Regions from separate parts of the Sus scrofa genome. Here region 1 is linked to region 2. Evidence: chromatin contacts called from public HiChIP or PLAC-seq data. All regions are on one chromosome and are shown on one strand. Each heading gives the region's core, a stretch centred on a gene start, on an enhancer-like site or on the middle of the called end of the contact. The rest is flanking DNA. Distances are from core to core; before and after follow the strand shown. Region 1 overlaps ATG5 (autophagy protein 5). Region 2 overlaps LOC110260408 (a long non-coding RNA gene).

Region 1 (3,766 bases), core at 537-3,036, 320 kb before region 2:
GGTAAAATACATTTGACATTGTCTAGACAGAATTATTATAAATATAACATTTTAAATAAGACAAAACATAAACTTCAAACCACATGTGTGGATATAATTCTGATGGGTGCTTTCATTTAATCATAGTCTCAATTAAGACACTGCTGCTTTGAGGATTAAGTGTCCCTGACTATAATAATGACAGCTTTTCAAATGTTAATTATTATTTTTTGGAGTTGTTGGGAATATTAAAAGTGGACTCTGGTAGCATAACTACAGAAAGTGCTTATTTTCAAGTCTTCTATTTCCCTACATAAAGGATAAAAGTAGTCTGATTAAGTGGCACAGAGTCCCCCCTCCTGCCGGCCTCTCTGTCCCCCCACTTCCTACCACCAAAAAGACTGTTTACTGTAAAGGTCTAAAAGCATTCATTTGAAAATGGTCTGTTCTTTTTACTTAATGAGGTATTGTAATTGTGTATATTCTTAAGCTAATTTTAACATGAGGCTTCTTTTGAAAAGCATGTGATGCAAAATTTGACATGCATGAATATATCTTAGGCCAAATATGCATGTGACAATTTGAAGCACATATCATGTGTCATTGTTGGTAAGGTCTGGCAGCATATCCTGTGTAAACCCCTATTTTCTTTTTCTTTGTGCCACATATTTATTCTAATTAAGAAAACTTCAAAGAGAACTGATGGTTGAAGACCAATTATTTTTTATTCTCTACATTCTTGGCTCTATAAAGACTAAATAGTGTTACCTTTCTTTGGCTTCACATTTAACCGTGTTTTTAAAGGGAGGAATGAAAAGAACTAATCCTTGTTAAGCACCTGTTGTATTAGGTGTTCTATGTATTTCATTTTATTTAACTGTTACAGCAGTGATTCAAAAGTATATATTATTTCCATTTTTTAGATTTAGATACAGACTCCCGAAGATTGATATAATTTGCCATGGGAACATAATCAGTTGTGTTGGGAGTTGCAATTCCAACTAAGCCTTGGCTAATTCCACTGCATTTGATATTCCAAGCTTTATATGCTAAATTCATAGCTCATTTTTCTCCCTTTATTCACCAATCTCAAAGGTACTGTTTTATTCCATCTGCCTCTGAATACTTTAGTGGGCAGGGGCATATATGAAAGGGAAGAATTGGTGCTGTACTCTGCCTGAAATGGCCTTATCTCTTTCTGTATTCAAAAATATATTTATATATATATATAATGTATTTCAAGTTTGAAGCTTGACCTATATTCTCTTCTTTGTTTTCATCTTTGAAAATTCTGTTCAATTTTATTTTAATACATTGTACCTATTGGTATAATTTCCACACTTATAAAATGAAATTATGTAACCAGTTATAGGGTTTGTTTACTTGTTTACTCTAGCTGCCAGAAAATCCAGAGTTATAGTTTGTGCTTGGGAGTTTAAATTTTTTCACAGTGCTTTGTGCGTATTTCTGTTACTACTTAACAGGGTCTTAAAATTATTTGTTTATGCATCCATTGTTCATTTTTGTATCCATCGGCACAGGTAATACCTTGGTAAGTGCTCAATAAATGTTTAATGAATGAAGATTTCTGATAAATTTGCCCCTGCCCACTGGTTGCTAGAGATCCTAGACCTGGGTACAGCTATTGGGATAATTCTTTTTTGTTTGGTTTTGTTATGGCTGGACTCTTGACTGTCAGGATCTGGATTGTTTGGTGGCGGGGGTGGCACGCCAGCATAAGGACTGTGTCTAGTTGCCAAGACCATAGGAATTTACCCAAAGCACATGAAATCAGCCTAACTCTCAAAATAGGAAGAAGGAAGTGAATCTAAGAAGTGAGGCCAGAAATGAGAGCTGCCAGTGGGGCGAAGTGGAATCAGGAAGAGAAGATGTGATCAGAAACTGGGAACAGGCTAGGAAGCAGAATTTGAAAGGATTGGGGTGAGTGGTTCTGGAAGGAGGCTGAGCGCACTCTTAGAGGGCAGGTTTTACTAGATTAAAGAAGCTACTCAGGACTGATCAGAGAGCTTTGTGAAGGCAGAAACTGCTCATTTTTTTTGCTGAATACCTTCAGCAACTGCCTAATACAATAAAAGAGATGAATTAAAGTAAGAATAAACAAATGAATTAATGAAACAAATCTATTTGCAGATCACACAGTTTATCCATATCCCTCATATCCACTCTCTTCATTTTCTTTGGCACAATTCAAGCTCATATCCTCATTATTTCTCATGCAAACAAACAGTTCTCTAATCTCTTCCAATTTTTATTTATATTATAGATTGCAGCAAGATTAGTCTTCCCACCCCTCATTCAGTTTACATAAATCAGAAGCAAAAATAGTTCACCCATTTCTTCCACACTCTACTCCCAAAGTCTGGCAACCAGCAGATGCTCTGTATCAGTGAGCTTGGTTTGCTTGATTTGTTGGTTGGTTGGGTTTTGTTTTGTTTTGTTTTTCAGATTCCACATATAAGAGATGGGATAATTCTATCCAAGAAAAAGATGTGTTAATAGTTTTTGTTGTTACTATATACATGCTTTTGTTATAAGCAACCTCAAATCTTTTTCTTTTAACATAGGCGGGAAATAAATGTAATATTCTTCGTTGCAATTTATTTATCTTTAAATCCTTGTAATGCCTGTCAGCTGAAATATCACTGGCCACGTGATACTCGAAAGTGAAATATTACATTGTGGTTTTTTACTAATGACGTTAAGAAAAGTTTTATTGGTGTTCATCATTGTTACCATTTGGTTATAATGAAGCCTTTACTACTTACTAGTAAAGCTTTTAAAATATATAAATTTAGTTATTTTTAAGTTGAATCAAGTGAAAGTACACTGATTTTGAGGGCCACAGTAATTGTTAGTGGGATTTTTAATATTGGAAATAGCTTTACAGTTATTTGTGTTTTATTAGACTTGTGTATTATAAAATCTAGTTTTTCTGATGCCTTCAGTTCAATTTATGTTAGCTATGAATAATGACAAATAAAAATGAGAGCTTTTTTATTTCTTGATTTTTTTTTATAATTTATCCCTTTTTCAGATTTAATTCTCCCAAAACACATCATACTACCTATATAGCTAATGAAATAAACCTAATTACATTCTATATTAATAAATAGGCATTGCTAATTCCAGTTATAGTTCAGTATAGCCAATTTAAAAAAAAAAATCTATAAACCTAACAAGTGAAATCCTTTGCTATACGTCAGGAACTCTTGTAAATCTAATTTTATTTACAAATATAGTAAACCAATCATCTAACTTTTTTTTGTAGGACTTAAAGCAAAGCACACACACACACAAAGTAGCTGATGATATCAAAGTCTGTTGCTGTACCTGGAGAAATACAACATATCTAATGTGTCAACATAGTATTTGTTTCGTTAGCCCAACCAAGGAGAACAGAGTACTAGTCTGAGGCTCACTGGACCAAGTATGGATTTGATTTAGGACGAGTCAGATCAGAGATCCCAAACCTGGGTACTTGTATTCAGATGATTCTGTCCAAGCTATTGGACCAAATCAAACAGGCCCCTTGTCATCTTCAGGTACTTCCTGCTGTGGCAGTAAAAGATCCACCTCATCCCTCAACTCCCTACCCCTAGCCTTTTAAGTAAGGGCATATGTAAGTTTCACAAACAAGTGTCATTGTGCATCTACTGTACATCTTTTAGGCTGTATCCTTTCTGAATTTGGGGGGGGGTCATAACTTTTTAATTAAATTTATTTATTTATTTATTTATTTGCTTTTTAGGGTTGCACCTGTACCATA
Region 2 (3,688 bases), core at 661-3,160:
ACGCAAAACACACATAAGCCGAAAACCCCTGTAATTCCTTAAGTAAATTCTTTAACAAATATATATATATATACATATATACAATGTATTCATAATTAATACAGCAGTTATCTTACAGTCTTTTTGTCTTTTTAAAATTGAACCTGTAACATATTGAAATTCCCAGTCTAGGGGTCAAATCAGAGCTACAACTGCCAGCCTACACCACAGCCACAGCAACGCCAGATCTGAGCTGTGTCTGAAACCAGCACCACAGCTCATGGAAACATCGGATCCTTAGCCCACTGAGCAGGGCCAGGGATCAAATCCATGTCCTCATAGATATTAGTCCTGTTTGTTACCCTGAGCCACAAGGGGAACTCCTTATAGTCTTTTTTGCATCCTTAAAGTTAGGCATCAAATCCTTTAAGCTTCCTTTCTGCTATGGTACCAGCTCTGCTCATGTGTGGTGATCACTGTTTGAAGCACAGACTTCCCTTCCACCCTGCTTCTGTGTGTGTCGCTACAGCACCTGCCCTGGGCTTGTGCACATGCTTGCTGATGGCTCTTCAAAAATCGGGTCAGTGAAGCCAAAGTGAACTCTCGCTCGGCTCCGTCTGAGCAGCCACCTTGTGAGGTTGTGCATACCCAGCAGATGACGTTTCCAGCTTAGACTACAAATAGAGAGGCTACGCCAAACATAAGCTCTTCATCTTTGAATTTATCCCTAAACCTAGAATTCTCTGGCCAAAACCAGATAATATTTACTGGAAAAGCAGTGAATTCTGGCATGTCAGGGGACTGCTTTGAAGTTTCTCCTTCTAAGAGGGGAACATCCTTTTTATACATCATCGTGGCTTCTGCTGGGGACTTGCCGTTTCTTAAAACAAGCCAACAAAAGGCTTTCGCTATTAAGAAGTTCCGTGCTCCGTGAAGTTGAAAGGTTGCCTGTCTGGCCTGAAAACATTTTGTCTGTGCAGACTATGAGGGGAGGCAGAAGGAGAGGTGGTCAGGGAGGGATAAACACAGCTGGTTTCAATATTAGAAGCAAAGCTAGGCATTTGGCTCTTTATTGTGGTACCTGCTCCAGGGATCAGATGGAGCCCAGGGAAGAGCATCCATAAGCGTGGGGGTGTGTGGGGGGCTGGCACGCAGGCTGGGGGGCAGGGGGCAGGGGGCGGTAGGAGGAGGCTGGGGCTCCGCTTCCCTTCACCATGGGGCTGTAGTCACATCGTCTTCTCCCAGCCCCTGGTGTCAGCACTCTTGGTTTTCACTAATTGTGAAAGTTCCTCTTTTTGCAAAAGGATCTACGTCTTCCCTGCCTCATAAAAATCATCCCGAATTTAAGCTGCAACTATAAAAAACCCCCAGCAAACAAGAAGCAGTCTTTCTGATCTAAGTTATGGGAAAGTGGACTTTTATTTTCTATTTAAAGAAGTATGAGTTTTCGTAATGTATTAGTAATTTCTAGTAAAAAAATGTTTGACATGGATTTGATTTCATGACAGAAGGCAATCCTTAAAATGCTCATCCATTTCTGCTCAAAAGCATCACTTTCAGTTTTTATGAAAAGTAAAAACAAATTTGGAATGGGAAATGAAGCTACTTGTCACTCTTCACGTAGTCATTTCCACATGAAGTTTAAGAAAAGGGAAAAAGATATTTTTTTAACCTAGAAAAGTTTCACCAGATTCACTAGATGGTGAGAATTTGGTATTTATACTCAAATATGGTAAATTTGAGCAGAAATTTATCATGCTCTTGTCAGGACAGTCTCTTAGGTATTTCTTTGGAATTCTTGTTGCTATCATAATTTTCCACTAAACTCTTCTTTAATTAAAAATATATATCCCGGGTGCCTCTGTGCTGAGGCTCTGCCCAATTTTGGAAGAGATGAGTCTGAGATATTTACTCAGCATTGACCTCTCTTCTACATTTCAGCGTTGTACAAGCCACAGGAACCTAAGATTCCAAGTATTTCAATCTCGACTCATCATCCAGCTCACGCTCCTCCCACCTTCTCCCCGGTGTTCCTTTTCCAGCACCCAAGGACCTAGCAGTCATTCCACATGTGGTTCCTCCCCCTCATTCCTGAAATCCCATCATGATTCAACCCATAAACTTGACTCCTAAACTTAACTGCAGCCTCTCTTATTTTCTCCATTCCATGGCCATTGCCCTGGTACAGGTTCTCGCTGCTTTACCTTGAACTTGAGCCAAAACCTTGCATTTCATTCGGTCTTCCCTCACTCTGATCAATCCTCTCGTCCTCAGCCAGAGTGATCTTTTCAAAACACATTTCAGATTCAGTGACTCTGTTGCCCCCAAACTTTCTGTGGTTCCCCAAGTCGAGATTCTTTATCCTGGTATTTGAGCGTCCCCACAGCTGGCTTCCTGCCTCTGCCCTCAGCGCCGTTAGCCATCCTAAAGGCCCCAGCGTTGCTGGAGTGCTCCACACTTTTGCACATACCTGCGCCTTTCCATGGATTGTTCCTTCTGCTTAGAATTTTATTTTCTCATTTTCCCTTGATGAGCTTCTTTTATGTTCTTCTTTTTTTGTCTTTTTAGGGTCACACCTGCAGCATGTGGAGGTTACCAGGCTAGGGGTCAAATTGGAGCTGTAGCTGCTGGCCTCCGCCACAGCCACAGTAACGCCAGTTTGGAGCCACATCTGCAACCTATACCACACACAGCTCATTGCAACGCTGGATCCTTAACACACTGAGCAAGGCCAGAGATCCGTGTCCTCATGGATGCTAGTTGGGTTACCGCTGAGCCGTGATGTAACTCCTTCTTTTATACTCTTAAGGCCTGATTCATGTCACCAAAACCTAGATCACCCCCCCTACAGCCTTGACCACCATGCTTCCACCTACATCAAGGTAATCATTTTCTCCCTTTGTACTTGGTCCCCTTTTTACATCATGTTACGATGAGCTTTTATATTTTTATTTTTAAATTTTATTTTTATTTATTTACATTATAGTTTATATACAGTGTTGTGTCAATTTCTGCTGTGACCCAGTCATACACACACACACACACACACATACACCTTCTTTTTCTCAAACTGTCTTCCATCATGGTCTATCCCAAGAGACTGGATATAGTTCCCTGTGCTGTACAGTGATACCCCATTGCTTATCCATTCTAAAGGTAATAGTTTGTATCTACCAATCCCTAACTCCCTGTCCCTCCCACTTTCTCCCCCCTGCCCATATTTTTTATTTTTAAATGTGTTTCTTTGTCTGTCTTTTGTACCAGACTCTCAGCAGCTTGAAGCTGAGGGCTTGGTCCAACTCACATTTTCAGTGCCTGTTCCATCATAGCTAAGTAGTCAGGGTGTTTACTGAGTGAATAAAGCAATGGAGGCCCTGCTTCCTGGGTACTAGCAATGAGCCTAAAGCACATCCTACTGGCATGCGTTCCCTCGCCCAGATGTGGGATGCAACCCTGTCTTTCATTCCTCACCCTCGCCGTGCAGTGCCCTTGCGACTGAACTGCCCTTCAGTGCTTCCTGCGATGTTTGCCTTACTCTGAGCAAAGCCCAGGGTGAGGCGGAGGGGGAGGCTGGGCAGGAGGATGTAGGCAGGACCTTGTTTCTCCTTCTCAGGACCACCTCGCTCACTTCCTGCCTTTTGAGGCAGTCCTGTAGCCTGGAAGTATCTCAGAGTTTTGCCCCAAGGGTCCCTAAAGTGGAAGAGTCACT

What was found. HiChIP or PLAC-seq counts read pairs in DNA pulled down with a chosen protein or histone mark.
Region 1: an H3K27ac HiChIP or PLAC-seq map of alveolar macrophages shows a contact between it and region 2. The contact joins two enhancer-like sites. A contact is called at or near these places in 1 of 47 Hi-C or Micro-C datasets (heart right ventricle) and 1 of 2 datasets of contacts at active chromatin or transcription factors (alveolar macrophages).

What each region holds. Positions count from the first base shown.
Region 1 is chr1:72,428,786-72,432,551 of Sscrofa11.1, reverse strand. All of the region lies in intron 6 of ATG5 (autophagy protein 5), which reads left to right. Among named protein-coding and RNA genes, the nearest start is that of ATG5, 90 kb to the left of the region's middle. Within about 2 kb of position 1,786, at least 7 of the 83 cell types and tissues checked have an H3K27ac peak or open chromatin away from gene starts, as enhancers often do. A contact at or near this core is called in alveolar macrophages, where this site is marked.
Region 2 is chr1:72,105,378-72,109,065 of Sscrofa11.1, reverse strand. The region is part of intron 4 of LOC110260408 (a long non-coding RNA gene); the gene reads left to right. Among named protein-coding and RNA genes, the nearest start is that of PRDM1, 200 kb to the left of the region's middle. Within about 2 kb of position 1,910, at least 13 of the 83 cell types and tissues checked have an H3K27ac peak or open chromatin away from gene starts, as enhancers often do. A contact at or near this core is called in alveolar macrophages, where this site is marked.